2 separate regions of the Mus musculus genome follow, and region 1 is linked to region 2. Evidence: chromatin contacts called from public HiChIP or PLAC-seq data. All regions are on one chromosome and are shown on one strand. The core of a region is the stretch at or near the end of the contact, and the rest is flanking DNA. Distances in the headings are between cores, read along the strand shown.

Region 1 (3,980 bases), core at 656-3,155, 690 kb after region 2:
TATAAACTGTCATGCATGGTTCTGTTGTATAAAACATCTCCAAAAACTAAATCAAGAGAGATAGAAAGTAGACTGGTGTTTGACTGGGGCTTCAGGATTAAGATGAACTGGGCGAATCATTAAATGGCATAAGGTTTCCACTTAAGAGTGATGACATATTCCAAAACCAATCATTAATAGTTGTGCAACACCAGAGATACTTAACACCTCTAAACTGTAAATTTTAATGAGTGACATGTACGAATGCAGATCATACTGTAATAAATCTGTTACAAAAAAAAGTGATTCCAAAAAGATTATATACTGCATGATGTCACTTATGGAACATTCTAGAAAAGAGAAAACTCTAGAAATGAAGGACTGATCTGTGGTTACCAAGGGGGTGGGAGGAGGAAGAGAGATGTGGGTATGGTCTAAAACAGCAACAGGAATTATCTATAGCAACACTGAGTGCTTGGGCTTCCCACTGTATACACAAACCTACACCGGTGATAAATTACACAAAACTAATTACACATACTGGGGCACACAAACACCAGAAACTGCGGGAATCTGTTACAATAGCTATGGAGTCTGTGGGCTTCATTTTGTTGTTACACATTTTTGTTACATTGTATACATTATTTTTCAGCTGCACATCTGGCTTGGGGAAGGGGGCACACATCTGGAAGTCAGAGGACATCTTCTGAGAATGGGTTCTCGCCTTCCACCCTGTGAGTCTCCATACTGACTGGGTTGGCAGCAAGCACCTTTTACCAACTGAGCCATCTTGCCAGCCTCAGATGTCAATCTTCATTGTAAAATTAAACCATAGTTATCTAAAATGGAACTGCTGTGGAAAACATTATAGAGTAAGGAGGACCCGCACATGAATCTACATCGAGAATCTACATTTCTCACTAAGAAAATTCTAGAAACAGCAGCACACTGACATCACAGAGAACCCTGTCCGTTTCTCTTATTAGTCTTCTGGGTGCAGGTGCATCGGGGTCCTTAGCAACAGCTACTTTATCCTCCGAAACAAGGGAGAACTGACTTCTGACTCAATGCCAGATCCAAGGAATCCAGCCAAAATCCATCACACACAATTTTTAATTGATAGGGTTTAAGGATTGTTACCCAGCCAGTTAAGAGTTCTGGTCCCATCTCTGCCGCTTACTGGCTTTGTGTTCTTTGCCCAGTCGCCTAACATCTCTGTCTCAGTCACCTCATCTGTGAAGTAGGTATGACAACAACCTATCACAGGGCTCTGGTAAGTTTCGTGGTTTGTTTTCTTGGTCTGTCTTTTTGTTTTGTTTTGGTTGGCGGGGGTGGTATTGTCTTTTTGTCTCTTTTGTTTATCTGGTTTTATTTTTTTGAGACAAGCTATGGAGAAATAGCCCAAGCTATTTTATCTATGTGTCAATAAATGTGTGTGTGTGTGTGTCGGGAGGCCTTGCTGCCTCTGTGGAAGAAGGCCGTCCTGCCACTCACCTGCGCACTTGGTCCGGCTGATCAGTGGTGGCCCAGGGCGGCCTGTGCCTCCATCTCCCGGGCGTGTGAGCAGCACGCTGATTTCATACTCAGTGTCTGGGTCCAGATGCCACAGCTTGTAGGTCTGCAGGTTGACAGCGTGCACCTCGGCCCACGGGCCCCGTGCCATGCGGTACTCGATCTCCTTGCGCACGATCGGCCCGTCGCCAATGATGGAGTTGGTGTTGAGCTGGATAATGAGGTAGGTGGGGCCTGCACGCAGCAGCTGTGGGGGCGCGATGGGGGTGGGAGGCTCTGCGACGATATGCAGAAGAGGAGGAGCCTACTAATGCCACCATGTGGCCCTAGAACTCCATAACTCAGCCACGCCCACTCCGAACTCCCAAGTTTAGGCCTGGGGGATCCCAGCACACTCGCTGGGTTAGCACCTGGAAGGCGCATAGGAATTTAGGCCCGGGCTCCCTGTATCCTTCTCTCACGCGGCCAGCCCATCCCTCTGCCTGGCAACACTGTTCAGGTCACAGCTAGAAAATACCTCTAAAACCTAATCCTCCCCTATCACGAGACTCTCTCTTTCCTCCCAGGTCCCTCGAGCTGCTATCAAGCGTTCGGCTAAATCTGCTGTGCGACCTCCCAACAAGTCCTCCAAGGAGCTAGCTCCATGCACACCTCTACACGGACTCCGCCCTATCCTCTCCCCACCAGACGGGCCTTCCTCAAGGCCAATCGGCTGACCTTTGACGATGAGCTCTGCAAAGTTGGAGACGCCAGCACCACGCGGGGCCTGGGACACGCAACGGTACAGATCCTGCTCTGAGCGGCCTACCGAGGCCAGCGGAAAAGTGGCCAGGAAGCGACGGTGGCTGATGTGCCGCACCCCGGCCGCAGGCACCAGCACTCCACTCTGACGCTGAAGAGAAAAAAGAGAGTTAGGAAGCAGTGTACTTGAGTCCCTACTATCCCCTGAGCATTTGAGGATCCTGGAACTGGCCTCCATCCCAGAGTTAAGGGGATGCTAGCTGGCAGAGCACAGCCTAGGGGAGGCAAGACACTGTGTATATAGGTGTATATAGATGCTGGCATATGAAGGGAGGACCCAAAACCCCAAAAGGGTACCAAGCCAAGGAGGCAAAAGGTCCTTGGAGCCAAGTCTCTGTGGGACGCTCACCTGCAGGAAGAAGTGTTCTGCCTCTGCGGCTCTGCCTGCTGCCATGCATTGGAAGGATGCGTTCTGGCCTGCATTGACCTCCACGTCCCCAAGGCGGGAGAAGTGAGGGGCCTTTGCTGTGGGAAAACAGGCAGAGCCCCAGCATGAGCTGGGCCTGCATGCCCTGCAGGCAGGAGCCAAGGCTACCCTCATCCTTATGTCTGAGTGGACTGGGACTCACCGCAGGGATAGCTGAAGAGCAAGATGTCGTCTAAGCCTATGTAGCCCTTGTGGTCTGGGGAGATGAGGGCCTCAAACAGCACCTGAGGGAATAGGAGGCCAGTTGCCAAAGCGACATCCCTCCTGACCAGCTTGGCCCCAACCCGACCTCTCTCCACCATCCAATGCCAACCCAGCTCACACAGAGCCTTACTACCATGCCAGCTGGTTCAGGGCTGTGGGCAGAGAAAATAAAATCACAGTCAAGGCTAGAAGTTTCATCCCTACTCTTGACAACTCCCTCAAAGCAGCAGATTCATCTAGTCGGACAGAATCTCCATTTGAGTCCTGTTCCAATTCACCCTCAATAGTGGCCATCCTATTAACAATGACCTCTGACTCTGTACCCACACTGATGCAGTCGAACTCCAAACTCAACGCCAGATTGACTCCTGATGCTGAACAGCCTAGTCTGACGTCAGGGGTGGCCTGCCCCTGCCCTTACCTCCAAGCCCCAGCAAGCTGACCACTGACTAAACCCAGCCCACCTGATACTCATTGGGCCAGAAGGTGCTGACAGCCAGCTCAGCCTGGTGCCACTGACGGCCGTGGGATCCGGTCATATTCCACACGGCACTGCCCAGAGGGCCCCCATTCACGCGCACGTAGACCCCCAGGGTGCCTGGGCTGTGCCCATCCCTGCTGTACAGGAAGTAGCTGAACTGCACACAATGGGTGTCGTTCTCGCTCAGGGTCTGGAAGATGATGTGGGCCCTCTGACCTGGGGCATGCTGAGAAGCATTGACCATCAAGTAGGCACCTGCAGAGAGAAAAAGAAAAGATGGGAGGCCAAGGGAAGCCAGGGTCACACTCTGGAAAGGACAGAGATGAAGCAGCCACCGGGAATGAAGGGTTTGGGCTCTCGAGTTCTGTTTCCCAAAGGAGAAGGCTAGGACAAGAAAAACACAAACTCAACCTTGTCAGAACCCACGAGGCCCCTCACCACCCACAAGTCACCACTCTCCCTAGCCCTGTATCGGGTCACATATCACAGGGCCGGTCCCCTGAGGTCACCGATTCCAAAGCTTCACTCGCTCCTCCACCCCAACCCCCACCAACACACCGCGCGCGCGCTCGCCTC
Region 2 (4,029 bases), core at 312-2,811:
TTGGTATGAGAATATGGTGGGCCACTAAACAGGAAAATTCCATCCAGACAGTCACATTGTTAAAGTGCTTATTAAAAAGATCGGGGAGAAATAAAATATGGATACAAATTGCTAATTTTACCCCTACAGATTTCTATTCCTGGATTATATAATCCATACAGGTGGATTGGAAAAAACAACATCAGGGTCTAAATCTGGGTTGGGCTATGAAAAAAATTTTCGATTTATTTATTTATTTATTTATACTTTATATACTTCTTTCGTGTATGTGCACATGTAAACATGCTGGTGTGTGGAGATCAGAGGTCAATGTCAAATATCTTGTGAGATAAGTTCTCTCACTGAACCTGGAGCTCATTAGTGAGACCAGACTGGATGGCCAGCAAGTTCCAGGGATCTCCCAGTCTCCCCAGAGCTGAGATTCCAGACACTAGCTACCATGTGTGGGTTTTTACATGGGTACTGGGTATTTGAACTCAGGTCTTCATGTTTGTATGGCAAGCACTTTGCCACCCCTGCCTCCTGCCTGGTTCTGACGTCCATTTCTTCCCTTGTAGAACATCTATTACTAGAATATTGTTTCAAATCAGAGATAAGCCTGGAGTGGGTGGGGCTCACATCCTCCCTACAGCCTGTCTTTGGTAGACTGAGCTGGTTGCTATCCACCTTAGAATTTGCCTTAAAATGGTACCTGGTGCCTTGAGACTGCTCTGGCAGACTCTGTGCCCAGACGCCATTAGAAGCCTTCCCTTCCTTTCAGCCTAGAGCTGCTGCCTCTGATGATGGGTTTCTTTAGTGTGTGGACTTCTTGAAGTGTGAGATACTAGAGGTCTGAACCCTGGTCATGTACCCTGGAGCTGCCTGTGGATTGGGGATTATGGTGCCCCGAGGGGAAGAATGGCTGTTGTTGCTTCTCCCAGGGCCACTGTCATGCCAGCGAGTTGAAAGAAGATCAGGATGCTGATCAACTATAAGCCTGGTCCCAGGAAGGTCAGAGGAAATGGAGCAGAGTCCCCTGGGCTCCTTAGCCCCATCCTTCATATAACAGACACCTGGTCCCAGCTACAGGGCTCCCGTTGCCTCCAAAGACAGAACGGTTGGCTTTCAGATAGGCCTGGACTCCATAGTGAAGGCCCAGGGGTTGTATCTGGGTTGCTTATATGTGCAAGGGGCATCTTATATGGGAGGAGCACAGAGCCAGTGTCTAGTGCTGTTGCAAGGCTGGATGCAGCATCTCCCACATACCTATCTGGAAGTCGGATTCACTCACTCAACAGTATTGACTGGGGTGGATACTAGGTTCGTGTTTTTGCAAATGAGTGACCACGAACATCCTTGTCTGAGGCTCCCGGTACTCATGTACAGGAGGCTCTCTGGGGGTATACTCTTGAAGCAGAGCTGCTGCAAGACAGGGGAGGGGGCCTGCTTGGTAGGCTTTACAAGACAATGGTGAATTAGTCTGCAAGAGTGAGCTTCTGTTTCCAGGACACAATGGGGGGAGGCCCTTCCTCCCCACCTCGCCAGCCTCCACCCTGCCCAGTCAGCAGGTGGATTCTTTTCCTGCTGTTCCATTTGCACTTCCCTGATTGCTAATGAGGCTGCGCATATTCGCAGGCGCTGATGAGCCATTCAGGCTTCTTCTTGAAACCCCAATTCAAAGATTCAAGTCCTTCGATTAGGGTCGTTCTAGAATCTTCACATATTCAGAGTGGGCCCATTTACTGCTAACATGCCAAAATATCTGCTTCCACACCCTGGTTTATCTTGCCCGTTTCTCCACGGTGACATCGGGTGAACTGAATCTCTTTGTGGGGAGGGACTCAAATCTACCCATCCCTTCTCTCACACATGGCCTTTTTTTTTCGTTCTGTTTTGTTTTGATGAATACCTCCTGTCTCATTGAACTCATCAGAAGAGTTTGTATTTGTCTTCCAAAAGCATAGAAATGGTAGTCTCTGGGGGAGGAGAAAGGCTTGGCGGGAAGATCTGGGCTCACGGAAATGTCTTTTTTAAAAAAATTTACCTTTACTTATGTTAGTGTGTGAGGATGCTCAAGAGTGCACTATACCATGTACTTGGAGGATGTCAGAGGACATTGTACAAGTCTGTTCTTTCCTTTCACCATTTAGGACCTGGGAATCCAACTCAGGTCATCAGGTTTGGCAGCCAGTGCACTTTCCACTGAGCTGTCTTGCCTCCCGTTGTGGAAATGGTCCTAACTATCAACCTGCAGTTCCCTGGGGTCTGCTCTGTGCTGCCGACTCTGCAGGCTCTGCAGCGTAGGTGGTTTGACAGGTAACTGGTTAGAGACACCCCAAAACAGTGTCTGCTGTAGACATGAAGACTGTGTGAGAAAGACGTTTAATGAAGCGATCAGGGTGGACATCTTGAATGCCAGTGCTGCACTCTCTTCCTGAGGTTGCTTTCTGTTTTAGAGCCTGCCAAAGGAATGGTCCACACCCATGGCTTTATCCGGCTTTATCTAGTCTTCACAGTGGTTCCGAGTTTGCCTTCATTTCACAGAGAGGAAGCAGACACTCAGAGATGTCAAGCGAGTCACGCCATCACCACACAGCTAAGAAGAGGACCTGAGTGGTCCATGCCATGCCTCTCTGACTCCAAGCCCCTCCTCCTTCTCACAGCCAGGCTTGGAAAGAGCTGAGGTGGCCCTGGGCTCATCCTACCTACAGCAAGGCAGCAGCTTTTCCCAGTCCTGCCACACAACAGGTGTGGCCATCACATGCATGCACACGTGAACATACATGCATTCATGCATGCACGCATACAGACAGACACACACACACACAGAGAAACACACATACATACACGTGTCTTAGAGCAGAACTGAATGAAGCCTTCTTTAGGGACAGTGAAGGAGAAGCCTCTGTGTGGCCCTGACCCAGATTGCCCTGAGAAAGAGACAGAGAGAGACACAGACACAGACACAGACACAGACACAGACACAGACACAGACACAGACACAGACACAGACACAGACACAGACACAGACACAGACACAGACACAGACACAGAGAGACACAGAAAGAGAGAGACAGAGATAGACACAGAGACAGACACATAAAAAGAGAGACAGAGAGATTTGGAAGGAGCTGGCTGAGGGGAAAGATTGGGACTAGAGCTGGGTGGGGGTGGGGAGATGTCTGACTCTGCTGGCCTTCACTGATGTCACTGTGAGATGAAGCTGATGGAATCTAATACAAACATGCTTCCGAAACATGGCACCCAGGCTGCATGATGATTTGTAAGACTTACCGAGGAGGCCATTTCTAAGATACCAGCTATAGGCTAGGCATGAGGAAGGAGCCTGGGGCTGGAGGTGGGAAGAGCCTGGGGCTGGACTCCAAAACCAGCTTTAATGATCAAACTGGTGGTGATGGTGGTAGAGGAGGAGGAGGTGAAGAAGGAGGTGGAGGAGGAGGAGAGGGAGGAGAAGGAGGAGGAGGAGGAGGAAGACAAGGGGGAGGGGGAATACAGAATAGAAAAGGGGCTCAGATGACATGGTATGGTGGAGTGGGCACTAGATCTCAGGCAGTTTCTCATACAGCGGACTGCGCGCTAATATTTGATGTGGTCCGTTGAATCTGTGAGCATTGGCACCTGGATGCCTCTCCCAGTGGATACCCAAGTCCTAAGATGCTGGCACCTGAAGACAGTAAGTTCACACAGTTACACTGTCAGTGTGACTTTCCATGAGACTCAAGCACCAGGAAGACCCAATGTCAGAGATGCTCCACTAGGAAGGTGTGGCCTCCCATAAGTGAGTTTCCAGTTTGAACTTGTCTCTGGTCCCAAGTAGTCACAACGCTGCCCAGCGTCCACACTGGGACCCAACACAGAGTCACTCAAGACAAATTTCCTGCAAAGCCACTACTGTAGAAATGGGCGACAGAGTAATGAGCCACACAGCCCTGCACATTTCTGCCACCACAGTCCTTTAACAGAGTCAGCACTGACAGATTTGAGCAGTGTCTAGGTCAGTGGTAGACTTGGAGCCTTCAGGAGAGGGAT

What was found. HiChIP or PLAC-seq counts read pairs in DNA pulled down with a chosen protein or histone mark.
Region 1: a contact with region 2 is called in an H3K27ac HiChIP or PLAC-seq map of embryonic stem cells, with 5 times the contacts expected there. The contact joins two enhancer-like sites. A contact is called at or near these places in 3 of 484 Hi-C or Micro-C datasets (CD8 T cells, liver and nephron progenitors) and 3 of 115 datasets of contacts at active chromatin or transcription factors (embryonic basal ganglia and embryonic stem cells).

The regions. Positions count from the first base shown.
Region 1 is chr4:131,817,321-131,821,300 of GRCm38.p6, forward strand. Ptpru (protein tyrosine phosphatase, receptor type, U) reads right to left here. Exons shown (of 31, transcript NM_001083119.2): 3 at 3,388-3,659; 4 at 2,862-2,943; 5 at 2,642-2,757; 6 at 2,209-2,383; 7 at 1,474-1,767. Among named protein-coding and RNA genes, the nearest start is that of Ptpru, 19 kb to the right of the region's middle. Within about 2 kb of position 1,906, at least 6 of the 459 cell types and tissues checked have an H3K27ac peak or open chromatin away from gene starts, as enhancers often do. A contact at or near this core is called in embryonic stem cells, where this site is marked.
Region 2 is chr4:131,124,595-131,128,623 of GRCm38.p6, forward strand. No RefSeq gene overlaps it. Among named protein-coding and RNA genes, the nearest start is that of Gm42318, 30 kb to the right of the region's middle. Within about 2 kb of position 1,562, at least 5 of the 459 cell types and tissues checked have an H3K27ac peak or open chromatin away from gene starts, as enhancers often do. A contact at or near this core is called in embryonic stem cells, where this site is marked.